2 separate regions of the Oryctolagus cuniculus genome follow, and region 2 is linked to region 1. The links are chromatin contacts, called in public Hi-C maps. All regions are on one chromosome and are shown on one strand. Each heading gives the region's core, a stretch centred on a gene start, on an enhancer-like site or on the middle of the called end of the contact. The rest is flanking DNA. Distances are from core to core; before and after follow the strand shown.

Evidence for each region. A called contact is a pair of places that touch in the nucleus more often than the background predicts.
Region 2: a Hi-C map of an unstated tissue shows a contact between it and region 1, with 7 times the contacts expected there. The contact joins two enhancer-like sites. A contact is called at or near these places in 5 of 6 Hi-C or Micro-C datasets (ear pinna, embryonic fibroblasts, liver and 2 more).

The regions. Positions count from the first base shown.
Region 1 is chr12:22,103,751-22,108,673 of mOryCun1.1, forward strand. No RefSeq gene overlaps it. Among named protein-coding and RNA genes, the nearest start is that of CDKN3, 44 kb to the left of the region's middle. Within about 2 kb of position 2,506, at least 1 of the 8 cell types and tissues checked has an H3K27ac peak or open chromatin away from gene starts, as enhancers often do.
Region 2 is chr12:22,926,780-22,931,702 of mOryCun1.1, forward strand. No RefSeq gene overlaps it. Among named protein-coding and RNA genes, the nearest start is that of DDHD1, 330 kb to the right of the region's middle. Within about 2 kb of position 2,827, at least 1 of the 8 cell types and tissues checked has an H3K27ac peak or open chromatin away from gene starts, as enhancers often do.

The DNA.
Region 1 (4,923 bases), core at 1,256-3,755:
ATAATCCAACATTAAACCCAAACCAGTCTTTTGTGGTGGGATGAGTGCCTGTGTGACATTTAAAAATCCATTTTGACAGTTGGAAGGTATTTAATGTCACTTCGATTCAGGTTTATATGAGGTCGGATTTCAGCATCGCTCTCTGGAGGCTCTAGCCTTATAGCAGAAAGGATATCAGAAGTCAGGGATAATTTTATCTTCAACATCAGTGGTTTGAGCTTGAGATTCGATTTTGAACTTCATAGTTGATGTTGCATTCTGGGTATTCTAGTCATAGCCTTTCTATATCACACTGCTTTGGTCCAATCTCAAGATGGCAAGGCCCAATAGTCTAGCAGCCCAGAGCTGGGCTTTAGTTATGGGAATAAATTCAACTTTGAAATATCTACATGCTGGGGCAGCCATTGTGGCACAGCGGGTTAATACCCTGGCATAAAGCGCCAGCATCCAATATGGGCACCGGTTCAAGACCCAGCTGCTCCACTTCCGATTCAGCTCTCTGCTATGGCCTGGGAAAGCAGCAGAAGATGGCCCAAGTCCTTGGGCCCCTGCATCCATGTGAGAGACCTGGAAGAAGCTCCTGGCTCCTGGCTTTGGATTGGCGCAGCTCCGGCCATTGTGGGCAATTGTGGAGTGAACCATTGGATGGAAGACCTCTCTCTCTCTGTCTCTACTTCTCTCTGTGTAACTTTGACTTTCAAATAAATAAATAAATCTTTAAGAAAAAAAGAAATATCTACATGCTAAAGAAAATATTAACATGGACCAATCAAATGTGCAAATGATTATATAACAATTTTTAAATTGTAAGTTCAAATTTCTCTTATAAATTTTTATAGGAATTTCTGAAGATAATAATATTTAAGGATTAGGATCTCTTCTGCTACCTCTGCTAGGGATACTGGTATGTAAAGCCACAACATGACACCTCAAGATTAGAAAGGTTGGGTTTTCAATACTACGAGAGGGTAGTTACGTGAAGTGGTCCTTATAGTCCCGTGTGATCACATCTGAAAGTTGTTCTTTCCATTCAGGTTGGACAGTCGCTGTCTATGGAAGAGATTATAGGTGTTCTCCTTAGGCAAAGGCTAGAGAAAAATGATGAATTTTCCCTTCTTGACCCATTTCCTCTGATATTTTGGAGAGTGTGCATTGCTGGGCTAATAGGCGATACTGTTTAAGAAGCAGCAGCAATTTATAGTTCAGCTGAAGCAAGTTCTTGTAATAATGACAGGCGCGGTTCAGCCGTAACCCCTGGGGATGTGTGCAACACGGTGAACAATACCCTCTCGGTGACGTGTTTGAATTATGAATCCAGTGGCGGGCTCTCTCAGTGCTGTCCAGCATGGCTTTGGTGTGAGCTGATGGAGCATTTTGTACCTGGGATTCCGAACTTTTATGAAGGCCAATACCCTGAAACTCATTCAAGCCATAAATTCACTTGTCTTTGAGTTTACAAGGCAATAAACAGCAAAGGCCTTTGACCTCAACATTTACTGAATACATTTGCAGTAGTTGTGTTTATTGACAACTATTTATAGGGAAGCATTGGGTACTGAATTTCCTAAGGTGCAAGGGAGAACAAATTTGGGGGTCTTTTTCCAAACTAAATAAACAAACAAACAAAGAAATTCTGAGTTTAATGTTTGCCTCATTTTGACAGATTTTCAGTTTGCAAGTTCAGGTTTGAGTCTGTACACAAATCGTGTTTTGGGGATTTCTTTCCTTGTGATAAAACCTTAGATTGGATAAGGCCCGAAAGGATGAATAATGAGAGGAATAGCACTGGGAGACGTGCCCACCTGTCCCAGTCACTGGGCACTCAGCACTGTAGAAGTCAGACGGAGGAGGATGTGAGGGCAGCGGGAGTCTTTGCCCAGGGGTTCACTGCCTGTCATGAGGAAATCCCTTCCCTTCTGTGTGAGCAGCCAGTTATAAGGGACACAAATACTGTGTCTCCCTTAGACGTTGGGAGAATTTACCAACGCCACATCCATTGTGTATTTTGAATTTATTGGATTAAGACCATGAAAGTAAAAGGCAGTGGGGGGCGGGGCAGGTGCTTAATTACTGAAATAATTACTGTGATGTTACAGATGGGGAAACCCAGCACCAGGTCAGGCATTCTGTTGCAGATACAGGGTGAGCCAGTGGTGAGAGCTGGACCTGCAGAGCTACTGCAGGGGCCTGGGAACAGGGCACGGAGCAGCCATACTTGGAAGGGTCCCTTTCCCTCAGGGAGGTTCCCCCAGGCCGAGGTTTCTCTGTGGGCTTCGTGGGCACATGAGGGAACCCCTTCTGGTGATGCTATCTGTGCACGGTTGAAATAGAACTGCCTTGCTGACGGTGCTGGGGCTCATTCCCGGGAGGACGAGACGTGCTGGCCGCTAGCGTCACATCTGGCAGAGGCAGGAGTACTGCGGGAGGAGTTAGGAGAATCCATCCCGCCCCGATTCCATGGCAACGCTGACACCACACTCTCAGGAGGTGACTTCTGCAGAAACTGGGTCTGGCCCAGCTGGCTTAAAACACTTCAGCTCACAAAAATTCTCTGCATGCTTTCTTCTCACAGAGGGCGCAAGCGGCAAACAAAGGAAGCGAGTGCTGTTTGGCCCCGCGGGCACGCTGTGTCCTTGGTCCCACTCCACTGAGGCTGGGCTGTATCTTTGCCCATTGACCTGAATCTGGGCTTGCTTATGTGTCTGTTTTAACAGACGGTGACAGAAAAAGGGTATTTCCTTTGCTTGTTGTGTGTAAGTGTGGGATCTTACTTGGTTGGTTTAGCTTCACAGATCTGGTGTGGGATGTCAGTGGTTAACCATTTGAGTTAGCTCTGCCTTGAGGAGATCACTCCATTGCACAGGCTACCTTCTTCCAAATAGCATTGAGAGAGCGTTGGTGACTCGGGACAGGTCCCTGGCTAACACCAAGGAAGTGATTCCTAGAGTAGGCATGACTGTTGGACAGCCAGCTGGGGAGGTTAAGGGATGATAATTAGAATCCTATGTGATAGGATTAGATTATGTGATAGAGTTAAGAATTTTGCATTATCCTACACTTGTTAGATATTTCTTTGTGGTCAAATTTGGTGCAGCATTTCACTATGGCCAAGTCACACTGAAATTCATCTCACCTCCATTGGGTCACTTCGTACCTTCCTCTGGCCTGTAGCTGAAGACAGCGCTTCATGTGAAGTCAGGGTGTTGTGCAATGAGGTTGGTTGGGCAGAGCAAGTAGCTGCTTTCGAAGGTTATCATGTGTTATGCCTTTTTCCAGTTCAAGAGCATATCTTGTTTTAAACAACGTTTTGAAAGGCAGCCAAAGAAAAGGTTGGCTCGGATCTGCCCTTACCAGTCCTGTTTATGGGATACAGTGTTCCACGCCTTGGCGGAAGGTGATAAAGCAAAGCTGGCTTGGGGAGGTGTGTAGAAATGTGTTCGTGTGTTTGAATTCCATGTCCAAGAGTCAGCCCACAGGGAAAGAATTAAGTAGGAAAACACGGCGGTAGGAAGGTTGATTGCTATCTTACATTTGGTTACAGGTACTGAGGTTAAGGGTGAAGTCCTTTTAACTAGTTGTTAGTGAAGAGTAGAGTAGACAAAGCTAGCCGAATGACTTCTTTGATGGGTCGTAGTAGAGGCAAGAATATGAAAATGGCACGAGGAAGACAGCGGGGACTTCTATTTTCTTGCCAATTTCACTCTGAGCAAATATGCAGGCAAACAATAAGGTTTTCTTTGCAAGCCGCTTTCTCCAGGGAGGCAGGAGTATTATGACCCAGCTGCTCTCACTTGAGCTTCGGGACACTCACCTGCATAAACGGGAAGCTTCACCCCCTGGAACAACTAGAAACTTCCCAGAAAGCGGAGCACTGAGCCTTGTGTTGGAGACAAACAGAAAAACACAGCCCATGGAAAGCCGTTTGTTAGGTGTCGAAGGGAAATGCCCTCGGCCAAGCTCGGCGGGCAGGAGATAGGACCCGCGATCGGAAGGCGAGAAGGAGGCGATAAGGCTGTGATGAAAGCAGCCTCCGTCCCCGGAATGGGTTTCAAGGTGAAGTGAGGAGGGCCAGGATGTCTCTGAGACAATCGCGTCGTGCTGCTCAACCCTGGCGCACACTGCGGAGTCGGGTCTAAATGGCTCTGTTTGAGCAACGCAGCGTGTGCAAGTGTGGAATCTACTGAATTGTGCTTAGGTGCAGAATAAAGTCCATTTAATTTAAATTTAATTGAATGGGAAGAGGTCTTCCTGAGCAGGCTGTGCCATTGTGTGATGGGTTAGAGATGAAAATCGGGGAGTTTCAAATTGTGCCCGAGGCGGTGGCGTGCGCCAGCGTGGTCACCTCTTGCGGCCTCTGCGTCCCTTCTAATTCTGCCCGCGGAGCGCACAGGTGTGCAAGATCGCGTGCTGGGCATGCAGACAGAGCCACAGTGTATTTCAAGGTGTCCTGAAGCTGGTTTTCAGCCGATCTGAGCCTCGTGATCCTCCCAGGGGAAGTGTTCAGGTGTCCACATGTGGAAGCCGAACATTGCTGCTGCGTGAGGGAGAGTCAGAGGCGGACTACCTTAGCCTTCCTTCTTGTTCCACATTCATCTCAGGGGCTGATTCCAGATGTGCACGACCCCAAGGCTGAGTTTTCAGAGGTGACAGGTGGTGTGTTTACCTCTACATAAAAAAAAGGTCAGATTGTGTTATAGATCGCAGGGCACACGCACGTCTGACTGTCCCCGGGGAGGGCCTGATGGATGACGGTTTGGCTGCATGCAGTCTGGCCCAGGAGCTGGAGCGGGACGCGCTGTCATTCTCAATGACTGCGGTAGAGGGCGCAGCGTGAAAGCAAAGTGTTGCTTAGAGGCCGTGAAAGCGAGCCCTTGGCGTGCCCCGGGGTCAGTCCTCTCGGTGCTGGCTGGCTCTTGATGCTGT
Region 2 (4,923 bases), core at 1,577-4,076, 820 kb after region 1:
GTTACAGAAACCGGACAGTTGGGCCCTGCCGTTCTCTTTCTCTTCCCTGGCTCGTTCTGTGTTCCATTCTCCTCATGCACTTTACCATTGCCATCCTCTGGCCTCGCTAGCTGCCCAACCAAGAGGACCTGCCAAATCTTGCACTCTGAACCTCCAAAACCAAGAGCCAAAATAAACCTCCTCCCTTCATAAGTAGCTTGTCTTTGGTATTTTATTGTAGTGATGAAATGCTGACTAATATAATGTCTGTGAAAGCAGAAATTCTTTTTTGTCTGTAACTCTCTTGGGTTCAGCCTCCTGGAAGGAGGCTCAGTGGCCTCCTCATGAGATGGTGGTCCATGATCTGAAGCAGGTGGCACAGGGTCTATGCTAGAAAGTTCCAGTGGCATAAAAGCTCTCCAGAATGTAGAACCATTTCTGTTTTTCTTATGACCTTTTTCTGCTTTGTTTTCTTCAGAACTTGACTAAAATTAAGATGTTTTACACATGTTAAGACTTACTTGGAGCAGTCAAGCCATGCATCTTTTAACAAATTGCCTGCTCTCTGCACCAACAACATGGATGTTGTTTTCATATATCAAGCCAAAAAAGAAATCAATTTACAGCCTGCTATTCAAATTAGGCCAGCTGCGAATTCCTCACTATGAAGGGAGTTTTTATGGCCATCCATTCTTAAAGTTGACAGATGTTCAAGAAATATGTGTTAATTTTACCAATTGAAGTTTTATTTATTAAGTACTACTATGTACTCAGAAAGATATATGACTTGAATAGGCTAGCTTTGTTGAAAATGAACAATCCAGATCTTTCAGAGATACAAGAACAACTTTCCAGGCCAAGATGTCCCTTCACGTAATGAAACAGTAGGATTTATTTTACCACCGAGGTTAGAGATGACCAAAATCTTAGCCTGGACCCCGAGTCTGTGACCCACCAAAAACTTGCAAACTCTGAACATTTCTGAGGCTAAGAAAAGGTGCCTCTGATTTAGAAAGATAGATAGCCAGGACACACTGAGTGATTAGGAACAGGCCTTGGGAACCTACTTCTCAATTTTGCTCATCCCCATTTCTATTGTATGTACCAAAGTTGTCTTCAGTGACTAACTCCGAATCAACAGATCTCATGCAAGTGACTTCATTTCTAGACCAACAGAAACTAGGAAGATGGTACAAAGAATTCTATGATCCTAAAGATAGGATCTATAGAAACACAAAAGGATATTTAATTAACTTTTTCTTTTCTTTCTGTATAGTTCCCCTTCTCCCCTCTTACTATTCCCTGTCATCCTTTTCTGTCATTCTTTTCTGTGATCAGTTGGGTTACCACCCAAACCCACAGTGACATCTGCTGGCCAATAATGAATGACCTTGCCCGGCCCATAGTTAGCAACCAAGTCCATTGAAACCAACATAAATGCTACAGCATTCTTTCAGACTTAGACAGTAAGGGGAAAAAAAATGAGTGACCATTGCATAGGACAGCTTAGGAGGGGAGAACTGTGCAACAAACTCTGCCTGAATCATTACAAATATAAAATGTAAGGATTGTGCATGTTTTTTATCTCATAAAAAGAACCAAAAGTAAGTCTTGTGCTATGAACCAATTATTAATCCTTAAGAAAATAATTATGTTCATCACACATGACAAGCCACTTCTTACATTTTTTATCAACTACACTTACATTATAAAAGATTTTATGCAGCATTTACGTAATAAAGTCCTCTACCTACCCCTACACGTAGACACAAATACAAGGGAGTGTGTAATGTATTACACAAATATTTGCTTCCTTTAAAAATATTGATTAGACCTTTACAATTTTAAGACATCCTTTCCTGTAATTTCTCAAGGTCTTACCAATTCTTGGTTAAGTTTCTGTACTAAGGAATATTTCGTATTTTGTTAATCCTAGGTATTTATACATTGGTTATTTTGGCTGGGTACATTTTTTGAGAATGTTTGCTTTGTTTCAAGCAAATCCTTTTCTGACTTGAAAGTACAAATTCTAGTAAAAACAAAGACAACATGGATATTTTTTAACATTAGTACATTTTCTTAAAATATTTACACTTCTCATTTGAAGGTTAAATCCTAGGAAAAATTCTCTATACACATGTTCATATTTGAAACAGGAGGTTATCCCCAAGGACTTGTAGCAGCAAATGTGTATTGGACAAAAATGTTGGCCTTCTTCGCCTTTACTCTGTGTTCTCAAAGCCAGAACTTCATTTTAGCATGACCTTAGAAGAATAGTGATACTTTTAGCATTTCCTGGTATTTGGTGGAAGGAATGTTTTTATTTGACTGCAGATGTCACTTGGTTTACAGGAAGGATTTGGTAACGCATTCATGCCAGTACTGCACTTACCCCAGATTTCTTGCTATGTAGGAAGAACACATGTCAAAGCTCACTGTTTGTTAAATGGAAAAGATTCAGTACACCAGAAGCTTCTATTATAAACATTGTGACTTTGTGCAATTTACAAAATGTTCTATCTCCATTAAACAATAAACCCTTGACCCCAGAGCTCAGTTTCGGGATTCTGTGATTTGAGAAGGCAGACATAATGGATGGCAATAATAAATGAAAAGTTCAAGAGGTTAAGAAAAACTGTTTAATTATTTCTCTAGAGCGTGGGCTGTAGAAGTCTCGCATGTCTGCCTTCTTCCTCATGGCAACACTGCATGGCAGGGATCTGTCTGTGCAGCCCAGGCACAGCCTGAAAGCAGGTTACTAGCCTTCAGCTGTGTTTATGAACAAATGGTCTCTAGATGCCCTTCCATCTCTGAACCTTTGCAGTTCCTGCCAGGGGAGATCCGGTGCCAGTCCCAGGGCTCAGCATCTGTTTTGCAAAGAGCTTCGATTTGTTAGCATGAGAAATTCATTGCTCATAGTTGCTTCCCAGCTGTGGCACGAGTGAGTGTAGCCTTTCTGCATTATTTATTTGTAGCAAACCACGTCCTGTCCCCTCTTGGAGGTTCTCTTATATAACTACCCTTGGATGCAGGCTGCTGGGTTCTCGATCCCAAGCCCATGAAACAGCCTTGTTAGCTAAAAAACTCCCCCGATCAGATGCCTCCTTCTCTTAACTTCACAAGGTCAAGGTGTCCACATGAGGCTGTTCCCAAGGCACCATATTCTCTGAACCAGATGACCAAGAAATAGGCCACGACTATGCACTTGAACCATGGTTGGACAACCACCTGAGGGCAAGCCCTCAGTGGGGCTTTGGAGGTCAGAGGGAAAGCCTTCCCAGAGGAGAATGACTGGGCCACATCCGTTAGGAAATCCTCCCAGGGTCCATATAGCGTTCAGAGGGGAGCCAGCAAAGAATGCTTTGTAGGTCTAGGCCCGGGGTTTTCAGGCTAACAGACAGGCCTCCCTGTTGTTGCCAGATGAGTGTGAATTCTTCAGCGCTTCCTATCCCTCAGCTCATCCCAAAAACTTTTACAGCAAATTGCTCTCTGTCTTACTCCATCTACACTTGCAGAAACCAGATCAGAGGCAGCTGGTCTGATGAACCTTGGCTTCCGAACTCTAGAGAAAATGTGTTGTGAAGACTGTGACATGGGAAAGGAAAAGAACTTGACTTTGCTTTAATTTAGACACTGAGGGCTTTTTCATTGTAATCTGAAAAAAAAAAAAAAAAACACAAAGCAGGGAAACTGTAACTTCAGTGGAAGAACTAAAGTATTTTTTTTTCAGTCAGTCTCTTAATGTGGAAGACACTGTTATCAGCATGCTCTATGAAAGAAAGGAAACTGATTTATTTTTCCAGTGAGTGGACTGTAGAAGGCGAGGTGGGCAGAACAATTAATAAGAACCAGACTTTCGAGTCTGAAAGATCTAGATTCCACCATTACCACTGGGTAGTCTTGGGAAAGTTGTTTAATTTCTCTAAGTGCCAGTTTTCTATTTTGCGATATAAGGATAATAGTTCCAGCCTGAGACTGTTGCAAGATGAGATGACACAGCACACCTAAGAAGACACTGAGCATAGAATCCGTCACTCTGCAGTCATTGCCGGCAATAGTCATCCTAAGCCATTAGCTGTGAGTTTAAAGACCTTGAATTTAAAGCCAGTCTTGAGATTCTGTGTGACTTCAAATAAATTTCTTCCCTGACCTCATCCTTTGGTTCAGAATTTCCTGTTAGGTATCACTGGGATGAATGGTAGCTTTCTAATCTGTATGAGATTGAAATGAAATCACCATTTTGATGGGGAAAATCTATGTCCTAAACAAGTGTCTTTATTCCATTCTTATATAGCACCTGCTTACAAACCCCATGGCTTCTGCACAAACTCAGATACATGAGAGAAAGGCACCCGCATGAACACTCTGGGCCCAGACCACCCATCTGATCCCCAGGAAGAGAAAAATCCAACTGAGCCACAAGTCGGGGATGGGCTGCAGTAAAATTTCTCAGCCACCATGCCCCACCAGGCCACAATGGCCACTGGTATGATTCAACCCAAGAAGACAGGGAAGCTCAGGAATGAGTCCAGTGATTCCCAAAGCAAAAAACTTAGGAGGACGTAAAAAAACTCAAAAGTTGGGCACAGCATTATGGAATGGCAAGTAAGGCTGCTGCCCGAAACACTAGCATTCCCGATGGGCAGCAGTTCATGTCCCAGCTGCTCCTCTTACGATCCAGCTCCCTGCCGATGGCCTGGGAAAAGCAGCAGAAGATGGCCCAACTACTTGTGTCCCTGCCACACCCTCCTGGGTTTCGCCTGGCCTAGGGAATGAACCAGTAGATGGAAGATTGAATCAGCAGATAGAAGAAACGAAAACATACATCATATTTCAATGTAAGACATTAACATAAAAATTAATATATTAGCCCCCATGATGAGAAAAATATAGTTTTAAGCAAAGACTTGTGAGGTTCAGAAAGTATGGGTTGGGAATAAGTTT